2 separate regions of the Mustela erminea genome follow, and region 1 is linked to region 2. A link is a contact called in public Hi-C data. All regions are on one chromosome and are shown on one strand. Each heading gives the region's core, a stretch centred on a gene start, on an enhancer-like site or on the middle of the called end of the contact. The rest is flanking DNA. Distances are from core to core; before and after follow the strand shown.

The links. Hi-C and Micro-C count contacts between places; a contact is called where the count stands out from the background.
Region 1: a contact with region 2 is called in a Hi-C map of spleen, with 2.3 times the contacts expected there. The contact joins the promoter of STMP1 here to the promoter of MTPN in region 2. A contact is called at or near these places in 2 of 3 Hi-C or Micro-C datasets (skeletal muscle and spleen).

Annotation. Positions count from the first base shown.
Region 1 is chr11:17,310,082-17,313,322 of mMusErm1.Pri, reverse strand. STMP1 (short transmembrane mitochondrial protein 1) reads left to right here and starts at 1,783. Exons shown (of 4, transcript XM_032305877.1): 1 at 1,783-1,891; 2 at 2,049-2,260. The coding sequence starts at 1,783.
Region 2 is chr11:17,020,128-17,023,637 of mMusErm1.Pri, reverse strand. MTPN (myotrophin) reads right to left here and starts at 1,879. Exons shown (of 4, transcript XM_032304314.1): 1 at 1,529-1,879. The coding sequence starts at 1,600.

The sequences.
Region 1 (3,241 bases), core at 534-3,033, 290 kb before region 2:
GCCTACTTGTGATCTCTGTCAAATAAATAATAAAATCTTTTAAAAAATTGATAAAATAGGAAATAAGATTTGAGGATATAATACTTCAAAGGTGGAGCAGGTCGAGTAGATGACCAAGTGCAGGTTAAGAACATGGCGGTGGATTGCTGAAGTGGTGTGAGGTTGAAGGTCCCTGGAGGTAAGAATTCTGGAAAATACAAGTGTATGTGGCCTTGGAAGCTACCCGTGATTGTGATAGCTTGGCAAGCCTGAAACGAAGGCTGTTAGATGCCAAAGCCTTTGGTGAATGAGGGGGCCACCTGGGAAGTCAGTAGATGAAGGCAAAGTGAAGGGATAAAGGGAAGGCATTATCTTGGAAGTGTTTTCATCAGAGGACATTTAATAATCTCAAAGTAGCAAAAAGAATTCTTCCCTTTCCCCCCTCTCCTTGTGGTTATTTGGGGGTATAAGAGAGAGAACCTTTGAAAAGACCTTAGAGGAAATGTCTTCCCTTTCAGGATTCATCTGTGAGAAGGGGCTAAGGTTTTATGCAAGGAACCTCAATAAATCCTGTGTTCAGAGGCTGCGCCAAGCACTTGCTGGCAGTGAGGATAGAGTCATGAATGGAATGAAATTCTCATCTTTGTGTAGCTCACAGTATGGTGTCTTGCAAGTCAAAATGTTTCAGAGGCCACCGGTTGTAGCATCACTTGGGAGCTAGGTAGCAATGCGTGATGTCAGGCCCCCACTCAAGATTTCAAGGTGATTTGAATGCACATTAAAGTTTGAGGAGCACTGGTCAAGATTTGACTGAGTCTCATTTTAATCTAGGAATGTCAGAAAGTGAAGTGTGTTACAGCCGTCTACCAGCATCTCCTCCTCCTTGCCAGTCACTTTAGTTCCAAGAGAGCTCTCTTCTCTGGTTATAATTGATGAGAGAGCGCTTGACACTAACTTGCTCAATCAGCATTCCTTTCCCAGGTATTGAACATGGTAGGGAAAGTGATCCAGTTTTCCTATCATTAGATCATTTAATGAGTAAACTCTAGTGAGTGACAATGGTCATATTCTGGAAGGCAGAAAAAACAAAAGGCAAAATGAGAGAACAATGAAGCAGATATATGGAGAAAAGCAGAGATGGAGAGAAAATGCTGCTTAGTTCTGGATACCTTTCCTATTCCCCATCATTGTCCTCTGTATCTCCATAACATACTCCCATATAGTTTATACTTATATGATTTGGTTGTTACAGTTTGGGACCAGAGTTCCACTTAATATAACAGATAAGGGTGAACTCAGAAGGCTGAGAAGAAGGAAAAAGGTCTTGCTTTGGAAGTGTGTGTGTTAATGGAGGTCGTTGAATGATTTGAAGACCAGGAGCGGGAGGTGGCCCATAGTATGAGAGGGTAGCTCTGTGTGGAGACAGAATGAGGAAAGGTCTTCTAGAACTCACTGTCCACCCCAGACATGTGACGAGCATTTTTTGATTCCTCACGTTGTCTCATTTGATTCACACAGCAGGTCATCGGGGAGCTGGAATCAGCCCCATTTGCAGAGAAGGAATGCGAGCCTGAGAGAGGTTAAGCAGCCAGGAATGAATTGGACACGGCTGTGCCAGTTTCCAAAGCCGTCTAGCTTAACCACTTAAGCCCCTAACCTCTACTGAAAGTGCTCACTGCAGGTTACATGACACACCCGTGGCACTTTGGAAGCCCACAGCTCTCCCCGCCCACAGATTCTGCGTGGGGTCTGGGTAGATTATGTTGCAAAAGCGCCACGGAGGATTCCCCTTTGCACGTAGGCATGGGATCCGCTACTTCTGCAGTCCTTCTAGGTGACCGAGTCCTAAGCCTGGCTATGCATCAGAATCGTTGGGGTGCTGGGAGTAATCTAGATCCCGGGCCCGACCCAGGTTTACAGTAGCGGGACTTGGGAACTGGCACGTCCTAGAATCCGAACCATCAAACCTGTACGTCCAGGCCTGCCTGGGACTTGAGGTTTCTCCCAGCCCCGCGGGCCTTCTCTCCTAGTCGGCCAGCCCAGGAGGTAATTCCGGGGCTCTCCGCCAGGGGGCGCGAGGGCGCCGCGCGCGGCTTTGGGCGAGGCGAGGCGAGGCGAGGCGAGGCTAGGAGCGGCGGGAGGCGCGGGCGGGGTCGGGCGTGACCCGGAAGCCCACGGCGGGTTCCGCCCCCTCGCTCGGGGAGAGGCAGGCTCGGACCGGCCCACCGAGCTGCAGCCGCCCTTCGCGCCTCTCCTCGCCGACGCCATGCTGCAGTTCCTGGTCAGTGCAGTTGCCCTGGAGTGGCGGGGTCGGGGGGAGTAGTGGGAGTTGGTTCGGGGCCCGGCCGGCCTGGGTCCGGGTTTCGGGGGGTCTGGGCGTACGTCCGGGTCCGCGCGGCGCCCGCTCGTCGCCTGTCCGGGGTGGGGCGGCGCGGGGTTTTGTGTGTGCGGGGCCCAAGCCCCTTTGCCCGTCCTTGTGGAGTCGTCCGAGTCCCTCAGGCGTGGAGGTGTCGGCGGACATTTTCGCAGCCACTGCTGTGCCGTCCCGGCGGGTACTGTGGGACGCCCGAGTTAAAGCTGTGGGGGCCGCAGATGACTAGGAGGCGCCCCTCCCGTGCCCTCCCGCCCGCACACCCCATCCCGGCCTCGGAGGCCCGCCGGAAGGTTTTCTGGAAACGTGGGAGGGCCGGCCGCGGACTCTAAGTTGGCGAGCCACCTCCGCCCTGAGGCGGAAGCACAGGGTCCGAGCTGGGGCTTGCGGAGCGCTCGCCGGGCCTTGTCTAGCTTCCAGACTTTGAGGGTGGCGGGCGGCCGGCGCGAGTCGGACCCTGGTGCGCGCGGAAGTCCCGCAGGGGGCTCATTCTGGGGGGGAAAGTGTTACTGTGAGTAAAGAAACAAGATCGCACGGCTGTTTATTGCGGGTAAAAGCTGCCTTTCTGGCGCAGCGCGTTTCCGGCGGCCGGCCGAGCGTCGCCGGGCCAGAGTCGGCCTCGCCAGCGTTCGAGGCTTCCGAACTCGGTGCGTCCTCCCTCGCGTTCGGTGAGGGGCGCGCCACCGTGCCAGGTTACCTCCCCGGTTATCCTCCACACTGAGTGCTCTGGGGAGGAGACGCTTTCCCCCATGTTAACGTTCTTTATCGAAGAGAATTTTTTCTAAAGTGCCCCCCCCCCGTCTTCTTTGAGGTGGTCATTGATTTTTTTTAAATCCTCAGAGGGAAAGAGGTATCCTTGACTCACATCGCCCAAGTAGGACGGGGCTGTTC
Region 2 (3,510 bases), core at 630-3,129:
GTTGTAAGCTCCATTAATATTTACCAACTTTTCATATTTCAGGTGTATCAAATAACCTAGCTTCTTTCATAACAGAAAAACAAAAGCCCACTTGATTCCAGAGTACCACTGTGTCCCATCACTGGAAAGTGTACCATGGATAAAAGTACCCCAGTAATGTTTTCCTTTCAATCTTAAACTGAAACATCCAGTAAGTCAGGTTTCAGACTGCCACTACCTGAGAAGGCAGCAAATGGTGTCCTATGAATCCATTGCAAATAACAACAAAAACACATATTCTGCATGCAAAAGTCTAAACTGTAATGGTATTAAATGAGTAAAAACTAGCAGTGGTTTGCCTTGCACAATCCTGCAAGTTTTAAGAAACACTGCTTCTGCTTAGTTCCTTCCTAACACAGATCTCTGAAGCAAAAACAACATACCAGTGGTCATACCCTTTGAAGAACTAAAATCCAGATCCAATTCTCACTTTTTAAGAAGATGAGCAAGATGTCCTCCTTGGTTATGTCATAAAATTATATTTTTCAGAAGACACCCTCCATGGTTACGTCATAAGGTTATACTTTTGTTTTGGGAGATTTGTTTTTACATTACCATCGTATTATAATCGCAGGTCAGTTCTCTAACGATTACAAAAGGCACAGTTTCAGGGTCCAGAGGCAGGTCAGCGTGGGATTCTAAGCTTACCATTCCACCACAAAGCAGAGTCAACTTTCTATTCTGAGTTTAGGTTTGAGATGAGCTTTCTTCATCACGATTTTACCCCTAAACACACTGTGACTACACTGCATACTATCTATCACACGTTTGAGTATTTCAGATGGGATCGAGGATAAACATGGAGTAACTGAAGTCAACCTGCTTGTCTGAAAACTATTCTGATTATCTTAAACACTGCCAGGTGCTGACTGACAACCTCACCACTTGAAGCAAATACCTGTTCGCTGTAGTGTGGGAGAGGAAAAAGGCCACACCCAAAGTTAAGACTTCCCAGTGAAGTGATACCGAGTTTCAAAATTTCAACCACTGCTATTTTCGGCACTCTTTTCCAGGGTCAATGAATACTTCAAATTCTCAACAGGTTCAAAGTTCAAGAAAACGTTCCTCTGATTCTAATCACTGAGGTTACTTCATTCAGCAACCGGCAGGTCCAAGATGGAGAATTACCTCCATTCAAAGAAAGACTGAAGTAACTCCGCCATAGAAGACGACCAAACTCAAGTGACCAGGGCTCAGAAGCGACTCTCAAAGAGGGTTCCCCCTCCTCCCCTCCCCCAGGGAGCAGGCGGACAAGAAGAGTCTGACTGTATCACACCAACCAGTTACCTGACAGAACGCGACCGTGGTATCCGGACCCTTGCTTCAGTTCAGACGCTCCCAGGCTCCCCTCTCTCCTCGGGGCCACCTCCATCCAGGCTGTCTCTCCTCCCCCCACCCCCACCCCCGCCAGCCCAGCTCCCGTCCGCTTCCTGAGCCTCATCGGCATCCCACCTCCGTGCTCTCGCGCACTCCACTCGTCGCCGCTTACCTTGGCCACATAGTCTTTCACCTCATCCAAGTCTCCGTTTTTCAGGGCCCACATGAACTCCTTGTCGCACATCACTGCAGCGGGGCGGGCCGCCTGGCCGGGCAGAAGACGAGGAGGCGGTGGTAGCAGCAAGCGGATACCGCGGGGCGAGAGGGAGACAGGGCCGCGCGGAGCTGGAGAGGGGAAGAGAAGGCGGGGAAGGCTGCCAGGCGGGCGAGGCAGTTGGCCGCGGCGACCGCTGGGCGGGAGAAAGAAAGTTCTTTTGCGGCCACCCGGCCCAGCAGAGCAGGTTCCGCCTGGCCGAAGAGAAGCAGGAGCGTTTGCACTTCCGGTTCACTCCCAGCTAGGATCCTCCCCCAACTTCCTCTTCCTCTTCCCTTGGGCGGAACGCCCCGCTCGGGACCCCGCCCTGACGGCCCGCGGCGGAGCGCTCCACGTGCGCAGGCGCAGTGGCGAGGCAGGCTGACGGACCGGGTCCGGGGGGAGTGGGCGGGACTGAGAGGCCAGTGAAGCGAGTCCGTGGGCCGCAAGGGCCCAGGGCGGAGGCCCAGTTAGGCTATTTCAGGTAGAACCAGGATGTTTTTTGCAGACCACACACGTGGGGAAAAACTTTTTTTAAAACCACAGCCTTGGAGGGCACCTTGCTCACATTCTAAGTGTCCAGTAGGAATGTTCGATTTGAATTCCTTTCTCTTTTCGTTCCCTCCTTTACCTTTTTTTTTTTTTTTTTTTTTTTTTACCCTTCTCTCTCTTACCCTCTTTCCTTCCTTTTCTGTTACTTCTCTTTCTTCTTACACTATCAGGCATCCCTGGGCTCCTCCTCCATGCTAGACTCTGTTAGCCACTGAGGGTATAGTAAGAAAGATGGATAAAACTATGCCTGCCGTCAAAGACTTCTTCAATACTTAAGATAACCGGGTGAATTCAGTAAAATAACCATGTATGATGTTGTTTGGAGCGAGAAAACGTCAGTGTGTGGTGGGGGAAAATTTTTACTCCTCTCCCAGACTAACGAATTTCGTCCAGGACTAGGAATTCAGCTTGATGCCGTAGGATAAAGCAAACCCACCTAACTGTACAATTTGCTTATTTATTTATTTTTTTTTATTTTCTGTTTGTTCGTTTGTTTTTTAATGGGCTGAAGCTTCAGGGCTATTCTCGTGAAGCCAGTTCTACGCTTCTTAGGGTTTGGGTGTGTTTTACCTTAGGGCACAGCCTCTAGGTGAATTGTGCCCAACCCTAATGACCCAGACATGCACACATAAACATAGATCCAATAAAAACTTACCAGAACTATTACATGTATATAAAAGACTATTATTTATGACCCACTAAGTAAATAGGCCGAGCTACTAAATATGCTTGCCATATAGTAGAGGGGTTCAGATCATAGCCTCTGGAAAGAGATTGCTTGGTTTTGTATACAGGACCTAATCCTTACTAATTTTGTAAGGCAAAAGTTATTTAACCCTTCTCTGTTCAGTTTGCTACATATGTTTAAGGTGAACAATAAATGTAATTTTTTTTGCTATGGTTTAGAAATAGTAAATGGAGATAGGTTTCAAATCAAAAGAAAAATCAAATATTTAGTAGCTACCTTGATTGATGTTCTTTTAATTTGACTTTCTGACAAAAACACAGATCCATCCACCTAATGGTGATACATTTCTGGAAAGAAATCTCAAGGAATAATTTGTAAGGCAAATCCTGGAGTCCCTACATCTTCTTGATCTCCCACTCCCACCTGTGTGATCTTCCAGTTAGATCATGATGACAGCTCTTGATTTATGTTTATAGCTCTAGCTCAGACTTCTACTACAAACCATTCTCTTTTTTTTTTAACATTTAAAAAAAATATTTTATTTATTTATTTGACAGAGAGAGAGAGAGATCACAAGTAGGCAGAGGGGCAGGGGGCAGCAGGCTCCCCGCTGAGCGGAGACCCTGAATATGGGGCTCGAACCCAGGACCCTGAGATCATG